Regions from separate parts of the Danio rerio genome. Here region 1 is linked to region 2. The links are chromatin contacts, called in public Micro-C maps. All regions are on one chromosome and are shown on one strand. The core of a region is the stretch at or near the end of the contact, and the rest is flanking DNA. Distances in the headings are between cores, read along the strand shown.

What was found. A called contact is a pair of places that touch in the nucleus more often than the background predicts.
Region 1: a Micro-C map of caudal fin shows a contact between it and region 2, with 1.9 times the contacts expected there. The contact joins the promoter of dpm3 here to the promoter of efna1a in region 2. A contact is called at or near these places in 2 of 18 Hi-C or Micro-C datasets (caudal fin and an unstated tissue) and 3 of 4 datasets of contacts at active chromatin or transcription factors (caudal fin, embryo and gastrula embryo).

Annotation. Positions count from the first base shown.
Region 1 is chr19:9,592,814-9,597,617 of GRCz12tu, forward strand. It overlaps dpm3 (dolichyl-phosphate mannosyltransferase subunit 3, regulatory), which reads right to left and starts at 1,980. Exons shown (of 2, transcript NM_200809.2): 1 at 1,923-1,980; 2 at 1-518. The coding sequence starts at 475. The coding sequence ends at 197.
Region 2 is chr19:9,538,306-9,543,256 of GRCz12tu, forward strand. efna1a (ephrin-A1a) reads left to right here and starts at 1,688. Exons shown (of 5, transcript NM_200597.2): 1 at 1,688-1,969. The coding sequence starts at 1,872.

The sequences.
Region 1 (4,804 bases), core at 730-3,229, 55 kb after region 2:
AAGCTGTCCTGGAGCTGAAAATAGATTCACAGGTGTGCAGGAGTTTACACCATGTTGAAATAAACATGAACTAAGCTGACCTGTTTTCATTTTAGTCCATATGACAGTGCAAACATCCATAGAACCAGACTGCAGTCACCGTGGAGGAAATGTTGTGCACAGAGAAATAAAGAATATTGATAATCACAAACTAGTTTCACATCTTCAGTCCTTTCTTCCTCAAGTCCTCTTTGGCTTCTTTTATTTGCGCTTGCAGCTCTTTGGCCGCATCCTCACAGTCATTAAATGTAGCCACACGGTAGCCGACAGTGGCCAGAGAATAACACCCAAACACCACCAGCAGGTACACGGGCATCGGCCATGCAAGCTCTTTATACTGGGGCAGCAAATGCAAATCCAGGAGGTCGAAGGTAACGAGTCCCCATGCAATGCCAATCAGAGACACCGCAAGAAGCCACTGCAGAAGCTTGGTCATGGTTTGGGGGATTGCGAGATGATTGAAGACACAGATAATCCACCTTTGAGGATAAATAGGAGAATATAATGTTAGAAATGAGGTGAAGTTGGTTTAGTATTCGCACACTTGTTAATTTATTTATTTATTTTTTTAACAGTGAAATGGTAATTATATTGTTTACCACGCTACTTTAAATATTTAGTCTTAGTGTGCGAATTATACATTGACTTTATCAGTAATGTTTGTGTAATACATGCTTCAGTGAATCAAATTCACGTATTTATTTAAATTACACCTAATTTATTCAAAAATGTATATATTATATTGAATTATAAATAAGTGTATTTCAGTTTTCAGTGTTTTATTGGAAAGGCTGTTTAGTGTATTCTGACAGGCTAGCCATTTCAACTTATCTTAGGTCAAACTTTACAAACTATGCATCTAATTTGAGTTTGCTTTTAGGCTACATGTAGAAACAAACCCCTATTTTATAAGAAAACAGCCTTGCTAATTCTTACGGTGTCTATCGGTGCTCTGAATCTGCCAGTTTCATACTGTTGAATGACTTTTTTTCTCGCGTAGACTGACGGGCACAATTATGCATTCACAATGGTATGAACCTTTATAGGGGTGGTCATATGGATGTCTACTATTTTAATTATTAACATTATTACTTAAAATACAGATCAGAGTGAACTTTCAGTTTTAAAACGCTGACCCATCAATACATCTTGTTTGGACGTCCTTCAAGAGGGATCCAGCCTTAATTAGAGGGTTAATACTTCCCAAACTCCCCATGTAATTCGCAACCTGTTTGGTCAGAAATCTTATGCAAGTATGACTTCAAAACAACATCAGCTCTATTTAATTGACTGTGAAAATTGTTTTGCTTTGATGGTTATTGGCTGCTAATATGATTACACCATTTGAATTGGCAAAGAATACTATTTTGAAGTAATATTATTAAGCATGAAGTCTGATTGAGCGAATATATAAAAACTTTACCTCAATAAGGTTAGGCTGTTATATTTCACTTAATTGTATTTAAATGACACTGTATGGCTTTTGTGCGTTCCATATAAATATTTAGTTAAAACATGAGTATAGTGCACTTAAAAAATAAGAATATTTCTAATAAACAATGCAGAACATTAGATTAAAAGCCTCAAAGCTTCGTTTTTTTGACCAGTGTTTGATACAGACGAAATCAGAAGATCAAGAAACATCATATGTGACTAAAAATTAGAATAAATGCATATACTGCTTTTAAATTCGCTTTAATCCTCACTCGTATTAAAGCTAGCACGATTGCTAATGATTACAGGTGGTTACAATGAAATCTGACAGTCAGCGCTAAACGGAGGAAATCTGTTAACTTGGCGTCAATAATTAGCGACTAAAAATTTATGTTAATAAATGAAACTGGACTTATAATGTAACGTTACTAATAAACTCTCTCTCTTACCTACTATTCAATGCCAGCTCACTGTTTTCGGATTATTGACGCAGGTTGATGACGTAAATGGCGAATAGTATTATGGGAAATGTAGTGCACGTCTTCACGGTTGTTTTTAAAACGGTCTGTGCTTTCAAATGTTTATAGAAACGAGAGATAATTAAATATCTAAGGACCAAAACAGCATTTTTTTAGTATAACTGGAAGTTTGTCTGTTTGTTTAAAACTTAAACAAACCTTTATGAAATACTGATCTCCTAAACCCTGCTGAAAGAGAAGGGGAAATGGGCATTTCGTTTCTTTTTACTCCATTATCTTAAATGTAGGCTTTAGTCTAATATTAGTATATACTGTATCTGCAATATTATTGTGTTAAAGCTTAAGTTTATAGCGCAAAAACAGCATTACATAGGCATAACTGTGTCAGTTAAATCAGTTGACTGTTGAAATTCAATTTTTTTCACCCAACTGTTGAGTTATTAAATCAATAACCCAACAAAGCCAGAGCACCAAATATTTAACATAACTGGTTGAGCTATTAAATAAATAACTTAATAAAGGTTAAAAGTAACCCAGCAATGAACCATAAATGTTTAACTCGACCAGTGGGTTAAAATAAATAACTCAACGTTTTTAGAGTGTATGAGAAAAAATAAAGTAGGATTGAACAGCAATGATTTTTTTTTGTAAATGTAGGCCTACATACAAATGCAGTAATAATTTTGTATATTCGAATCTGAAATTAACCTACAGTACATTTAATTAATTGATCTGATTCCGCTTTTTAAATTGAGTTAAAATATATAAGATCCACTGAACCTTTTCCTCAATTGAGAGATTTAGGTTTTTTTATCTGTGATGCTGGCAGGAAATGAAACGCCCGCGCTCCATCAGTCTGAAGCTGTTTTCTCTGTCTCTGTCCTGCTGGCAGTGGTGGACAGTGCTGTGTTTTGGATGCCGCGGGCGAACATCCGCCCATTGAGCACGTCCGTGACCCATCACACCTCCTCACCCGCCGAGAGGGTATAAACATCACTCAGACAGCGCTGAGATCACTGTGAGGTTATTCTTAGTGGTGTTTACACTTGTCAGCGACTGCCTCTTTCAGTACAGAGAACGGCTGTAAAAGAGAAGTGTAGCAAGTGTGGCATGTGTGTGGGACTATCTATCTATCTATCTATCTATCTATCTATCTATCTATCTATCTATCTATCTATCTATCTATCTATCTGTGATTGCTGTAATTCTCTTCATAATCAGTGTGATTTTCTTCTGCCGGGGTGTTTGCGTAGGAGTGTGCGTTCAGTGAACAGAACATACACGAAGCGCAGTGGGAAAAAAGCAAGTTGGCCGTTCACAGTGTTTGAGACTGCCAGTCCCTGCTCTCCAGCTCAGGAAACCTGTGATCCAGCAGAGAGCAGTTGGCAGACACAACAGAACAGGCTGCACTGAGATAGAGGGGGTGATGGAGCAGAACAACACCCACAACTTAAAGAACGAGACCAGAACATGAAGGTCAAAAGGGAAATAGAATGATTTGGAGCTGGCACATGTTGACTTTTTTGAAAATCGGCTCATTTTACTATTTCCCTAAACAGTTAAAACAATTGAGTTTTACCATTTTTGCATTTATTCAGCTGATCTCCATGTCTTACAAAAGCACCTTTATCTTAGTTCAGCATCGATCATTGAGTCGGATTAGACCATTAGCATCTTGTTCAAAGACAAGTGAGTTCTTATTCTTATTTAAAGCTTGACACTTCTCTAGTTACATTATGCATTAAGATTGACAGAAAATGAAAAGTTGCTATTATGTAGGCCCAGTGATTGGGGGTAACACATTACAATACAAGTTACGTAATAAATATACTTTTCTAAGTAACGAGTAAGTAGCGTATTACTTTTAAAAAATTAAGTAATGATATTTGATTTTTTTTTGTTTCATTAATTACCTTAAAACATATATTGCTGAATTGAAATTAACAGTGACATTGAATCACACAATTATGCAAAAATAACTTAAAAGTATGGTAGCACTCAGTGAATAAGTTACGCAAAAGTAAATCGAAAGTATCGTCACACTCAATGAGTTATGCAAAGGTAACTCAGTATTAGCGTAACACTGGGAGTTTCAAAAAAGTAACTCAAAAGTATCATAACACTTCGTGAGAGTTATGCAAAAGTATAATAACACTCAGTAAGAGTTACGAAAAAGTAACTGAAAAGTATCGTAACACACAATTAGTTACGCAAAAGGAACTCAAAAGTATCGCAACACTAAATGAGAGTTATGCAAAATAACTCAAAAGTATCGTAACACTCAATAAGAGTTACACAAAAGTAGCTCAAAAGTATTGTAACACTCAGTGAGAGTTATGCAAAAGTAACTCAAGTATCGTAACATTCAATGAGACTTGCGCAAAAGAAACTAAAATGTATCGTAAAACTCAAAGAGACTTACGCAAAAGTAACTGAAAAGTATCGTAACACTCAGTGCGTTAAGCAAAAGGAACTCGAGTTTTGCAACACTCAAAGAGAGTTATGCAAAATAACTCAAAAGTATCGTAATGCTCAATGAGAGTTACACAAAAGTAGCTCAAGTATCAAACACTCAATGAGAGTTGTGCAAAAGGAACTCAAAAGTATCGTAACACTCAATGAAAGTTACGTACAAGAGTAACTCAAAAGTATTGTAAGGCATTACTTTTAGTAATAAAAAGTAACCATAGAAAATAACTAAGTTACTTTTTTGAGAAGTAACTCAATATTGTAATGCATTACTTTCAAAAGTAACTCTTCCCAACACTGTCTAGGCCAACATGGCCAGGAACTATACTCTCATTTGGATTTAATAATCAAAGAATTTGCTGCCATACCATGGCTGCAGAATG
Region 2 (4,951 bases), core at 438-2,937:
CTGCAGCAGATCGTCTTGACCATGTCTACATAAACAAATGCATTGAGTTGCTGCCATGTGATTGGGTGATTATATATTTGCACTAACGAGCAGTTGTACCTGTTAAAGTGGCCGGTGAGTGTGTGTGGGTTGAGTATATCCATCTAAATTGCTTATTAAGTAATTTAAATATTTCACTCAATACTATTTAAAATTCGTGTGAATCTAAATGCATAGAAAAAATAAATTCAATTCTTTTCATTCTTTAAATTTGATCCAAATAAGACATTATAGCATATGTATATGAATATTTTTTTGAGTAATGACATCATATTTCTTACTCAATCTATTGTTTTTCACATGCTTAAGCATGTTCAATCATCTTTAAAAATGTAACCTTTTTAGGTGGAAAATATAATTATTCTGCAAAATATATTTACTCTGCTTCTTTGGATTGATTAATCCAGACCTGTTGAATTTATTTACAGTATTTGAGGCAAGTAAATTATAAGTAACTGTAATTAACTTGCAAAAAAATAAATAAGTGATATCTTTTTTTGATAAAAAGTAATCTAATTACAGTAGTTAATACTTAAAGCCAACACTGCGCATATCAGGCTCACTATTAAAAGGGGAGATAAAGGAGATTTGAGCCCCATGATTTGCTCCGTGAGTGGGGCTTGAATTTTGCATTAGCATTCAGCAGAAGTAATGCTGTTTTGACAAGAGTGCTAAAACGCCTGCTGGCTCTTCTTGAATCTGTCAACAGTCAGTGTGTATTGTGCAATACACAAACACAACTGTTTGTGTGTGATAGTGAAACTAGACTAAAAATGTAAGGTGCACACTGGACATTTTACTAAATCAAAATGTCTTAAATATATGTGGATACCAAATGTGTGGACAGCAAACTATACACTAAAAGTGCTAGGTTGTTTTAACCCAAGTTTTAGGTATAGGCTAAAAGTATGAACGACCCCAAAAACATGTTCAGTTTAGATTTTTAAAATTATTTATTATTATTATTATTATTATTATTATTATTATTATTATTATTATTATTATTATTATTATTATTATTATTAATAATAATATTTAAAACTGTCTAAATATTCATATTTACCTAAATGAGGAGGATAGAACACCATAAAACATGACCCCTTTATTGATATGTAATGCAATGGTTTGGTTTCATGTGGGAGGTTAATCACTTGTAGCCTATTCAGTGGATTAAATATCAGTTGAATAGGACATCAAATAAAATCAGACCAAATTGGATTGACCAAAGACTAGTCTAACTTGCATTTCGAGTATGTGTGAAAGTGTTAATGGCTTGTTTTTATCCGAACTTTGTTGATTGGGAAGATGAAAGCATTTATGCCCTATGTGTTAAAAAGCCCTTACGGACTATCAACACCTATCCAGTCAGACTGAATGTCTGGGAGTGAATCGATACAAATGTTTATTTTTTTTTCCATATCATATTATGTTCCATAACTCTGTCGAATTTCTAAGAACACTTTGTCACAGTCTAATCGGAAAACATGTTTACAATCGATTCCCCAACCTCAGACTGAGCTACAGTATCTGTAGAGGGCGATCGACTGCCTCTCCTTCATAAAGAAGGAAGCCTGGGTTCTGATTGGCTGCAGGGCGTGGCTTGCGTGGAGGCGTTTCCACAAAACCAAACTGCGACGTGTAGAAAGTTTCATTCAGTACTGACTAGATAGATAATAGACGCGGATCTCTTGATTCAGTATTTGCATTACAGCTACAACCTGCATATTAACTAACTTGAAAGCAGTTTGCATCCACTGCACAGAGATTTAGAGGAAACTTTACCAGTTGCTGGTTATTTTCTTCATTTTGGATTGATTCACAGAAGGTCTATAATGGATCTGGTGTGGCTTTTATACATTGCAGCGAGTATCTGCGCTGTGTTCGCCTCAGCTGAGAGACTCACTGTTTTCTGGAATAGTACCAACTCTAAGTAAGTACTCATTTGTACCACATGTTCCTTTTGCAGTGCATTTCATATTGTAATTTTGCTTGCAATGTTATAATTACTCTGATAGGACGGCTAATCATTTTATTTTTTACTTCTATTTATATGTATATATATATATATATATATATATATATATATATATATATATATATATATATATTGCAAATTACAATGTTATTTGGTAACATATCCTATCTAATCTATGTGTGTGAGTATTAATTTGTATCGTAATATTGTTTTAATGGTCAGTGGATTTGATAGCTCCACTAGAGTTGGAGTCTCGTGTTTGTTTACACTGCAGACGCATTTTGACGTTGCAGCGTTACATCTTTACCTGTAACAGATTACATAATCCACGCACACTTATTCGCGTCATAATCTGTCTACTACCAATCACCTGAATATGTCGTGTGTGTGTGTGTGTGTTTGTGTGTGTTTTTTTTTACATTTGTGCATGTGATCCAAAAATAAGCTTCTTTCTTTGAAGATGCTTTACTGGGTGTGTGCTACGTTCTTGTACACACCTTAACAGGAATAAGTAGACCAACAAACTGACGTATGGACGTGAATACATTTAATGTAAATAACTAGTTAACATTCACAGTATACAGTATAGGTTATGCATGTGGTCAATTATTTGTTTGATTATACCCGACTGAATTGGAAATGAAGAGGAAACTCACAGGAATGTTTTGCTTTTTGACGCACAAGTCAGTGAGGTGTTGAAATAGGTGCTGAGTGACTTTTCCGATGACTGATAAACGCAAAGCAGATGACTAAATCACTGCTAAACTCAAATTGCCTATACAAGTCAGACGCGAGTGAATCAATTTAGAATTTTTATAGTGATTCGGTTGAACCGACTCAGCGAGTGTTTTGCGATGAGAACGTTGTTTCAGCGTAATAATGTATGACACGTAGTCTGTCAAAACACTATCTAATTACGTTATGCCTATTTAGCATTTAATTAACATGTAATTAAGTTTTAGTAGGCAAATTACATGCATTTATGTTTAAAATATATAGATAAGCCGAAAAGAAAATGACTGAATTTTCTCAATAGTAATTTATCCATATACAGTTGAAGTCAGAATTATTAGCCCCTCTGGACTAGTAGCCCCCCGGTTTATTTCTGTTTAACGGAGAGAAGATTTTTTTCAACACTTTTCTAAACATTATAGTTTTTATAACTCATTCTTTATAACTGGTTTATTTTATCTTTGCCATGATGACTGTAATTAATATTTTACTAGTTTTTAAGACACTTCTTTACAGCTTAAAGTGACATTTAAAGGCTTAACTAGGTTAATTAGGTTAACTAGCCAGGTTAGGGTAATTAGACAAGTTATTGTGTATCGATGGCTTGTTTTGTAGACAATCGGAAAAAATAAAGCTTAAAGGGGCTAATAATTTTGACCTTAAAATGTTTTATTATTATTATTATTATTATTATTATTATTATTATTATTATTATTATTATTATTATTATTATTAAAAGCTCATTTTATTCTTGCCAAGATAAAACAAATGAGACTTGCTGCAGAAGAAAAAACATTATCAGACATACTGTGAAAAGTCCCTTGCTCTGTTAAACATAATTTGGAAAATATTTTTAAAAAGAAAAAAATCCATTAATTCTGACTTTATCTGTATCAGTAAATGAATTGTCCCTCCAAAAATGTGTTAAATATTGAATGATTTTGGTAAAGAAGACTCTTTACCAAGAAGATGTAAATAGAGTTATTAAAGTTTCTTTCCTGATGTTAAAATTGCACTGAAAAACAATTTTTTAACACTGAAATGAAAGAGTTTCCAAAATATGTTTTACTCTAAACCTGCAAAATAAGCCAAAGCCATACATGTAAAAAAAGTTATCAATTTGATGTTGATATGGCAGTATTTATCCACATGTTAAACCAGAAACAATATATTAATTTTATCTCATGAATTTCTTCTTTAGTTTTACTGGTGACTCCATTACGTTTTATGAACTGATTCACTGAAATGAACCGATTCGTTCAGATGAATCAAGTTTCCTAAAGCTAAAGGCTGGCAAATAAATTGCAGGGTCATGCTGAATTACCGTAATGATTTTATCATCTTTAAACAGTTGGTGTTAATATTCCAATAGCCCAAAGGGAGTGAGATTGAATTAGTCATACAGAGAAACACTGATAACAGACAGAAAGCTGAAAAAATAGGACATCTGCCCCTTCGTGCAGACATATTTAAGCCATCCACTCTTCTTAGAACAAAAAGCGTTTGCTTCAGCAGATGTGATGATTACGTCAAAGTCCAAACAACTGTGATCATTTTATCGCCTGCGTAATCCACATACGTACTATTTTTATTCCCCGTCTTAATCTTGCCCTCTTTCTATGTGATTTAATCCTGTTTTCATAGAAATTCTAGTGAGGCTGGGCTAGATGAGATGCTTCATTTTCATTCTGCTTTTTTCTGCAGCTCTTTCTTAATTTCTTTCTGAATATTTTATTTTCATTGAATTCAATAAATGAAAAACTATCCAAGAAAAATACTATCGCGATTGCTTTTCTATGCATTCATGTGTCTGATGCACATGGTCAACAGTGTGTGCAGAAGTGTGTATATGTCTTAGGGGAAGGTTGACTCTAGAGTCGACAGACCATTGCAGCTGAACTTGTTTTTTGTTTTTTTCAGCTTGAGAGGTGATTTTGAGTCAGCTCGAGTAGAGTGCATGATTGAATTTGTTGGTGCGTGTTCTTGTTGTGCTTGCAGCTGCTTGCTGAAACACACGTGTTGTAGTGTTGCTCGCAGTCAATAGTTGATCAAGTGGAAGGTGTGTGTTTTTCTGTGTTTCTGAGCTGATTAAGGAGTGTCTTGGTGAGCAATAATTCAGCACTTGACTGACTCACTCGTATATTTATTAACCAAACGTCCTCTTTTAAATTCTCTGTGCACTCCTGTAGGGTGTTTTTCTCTGTT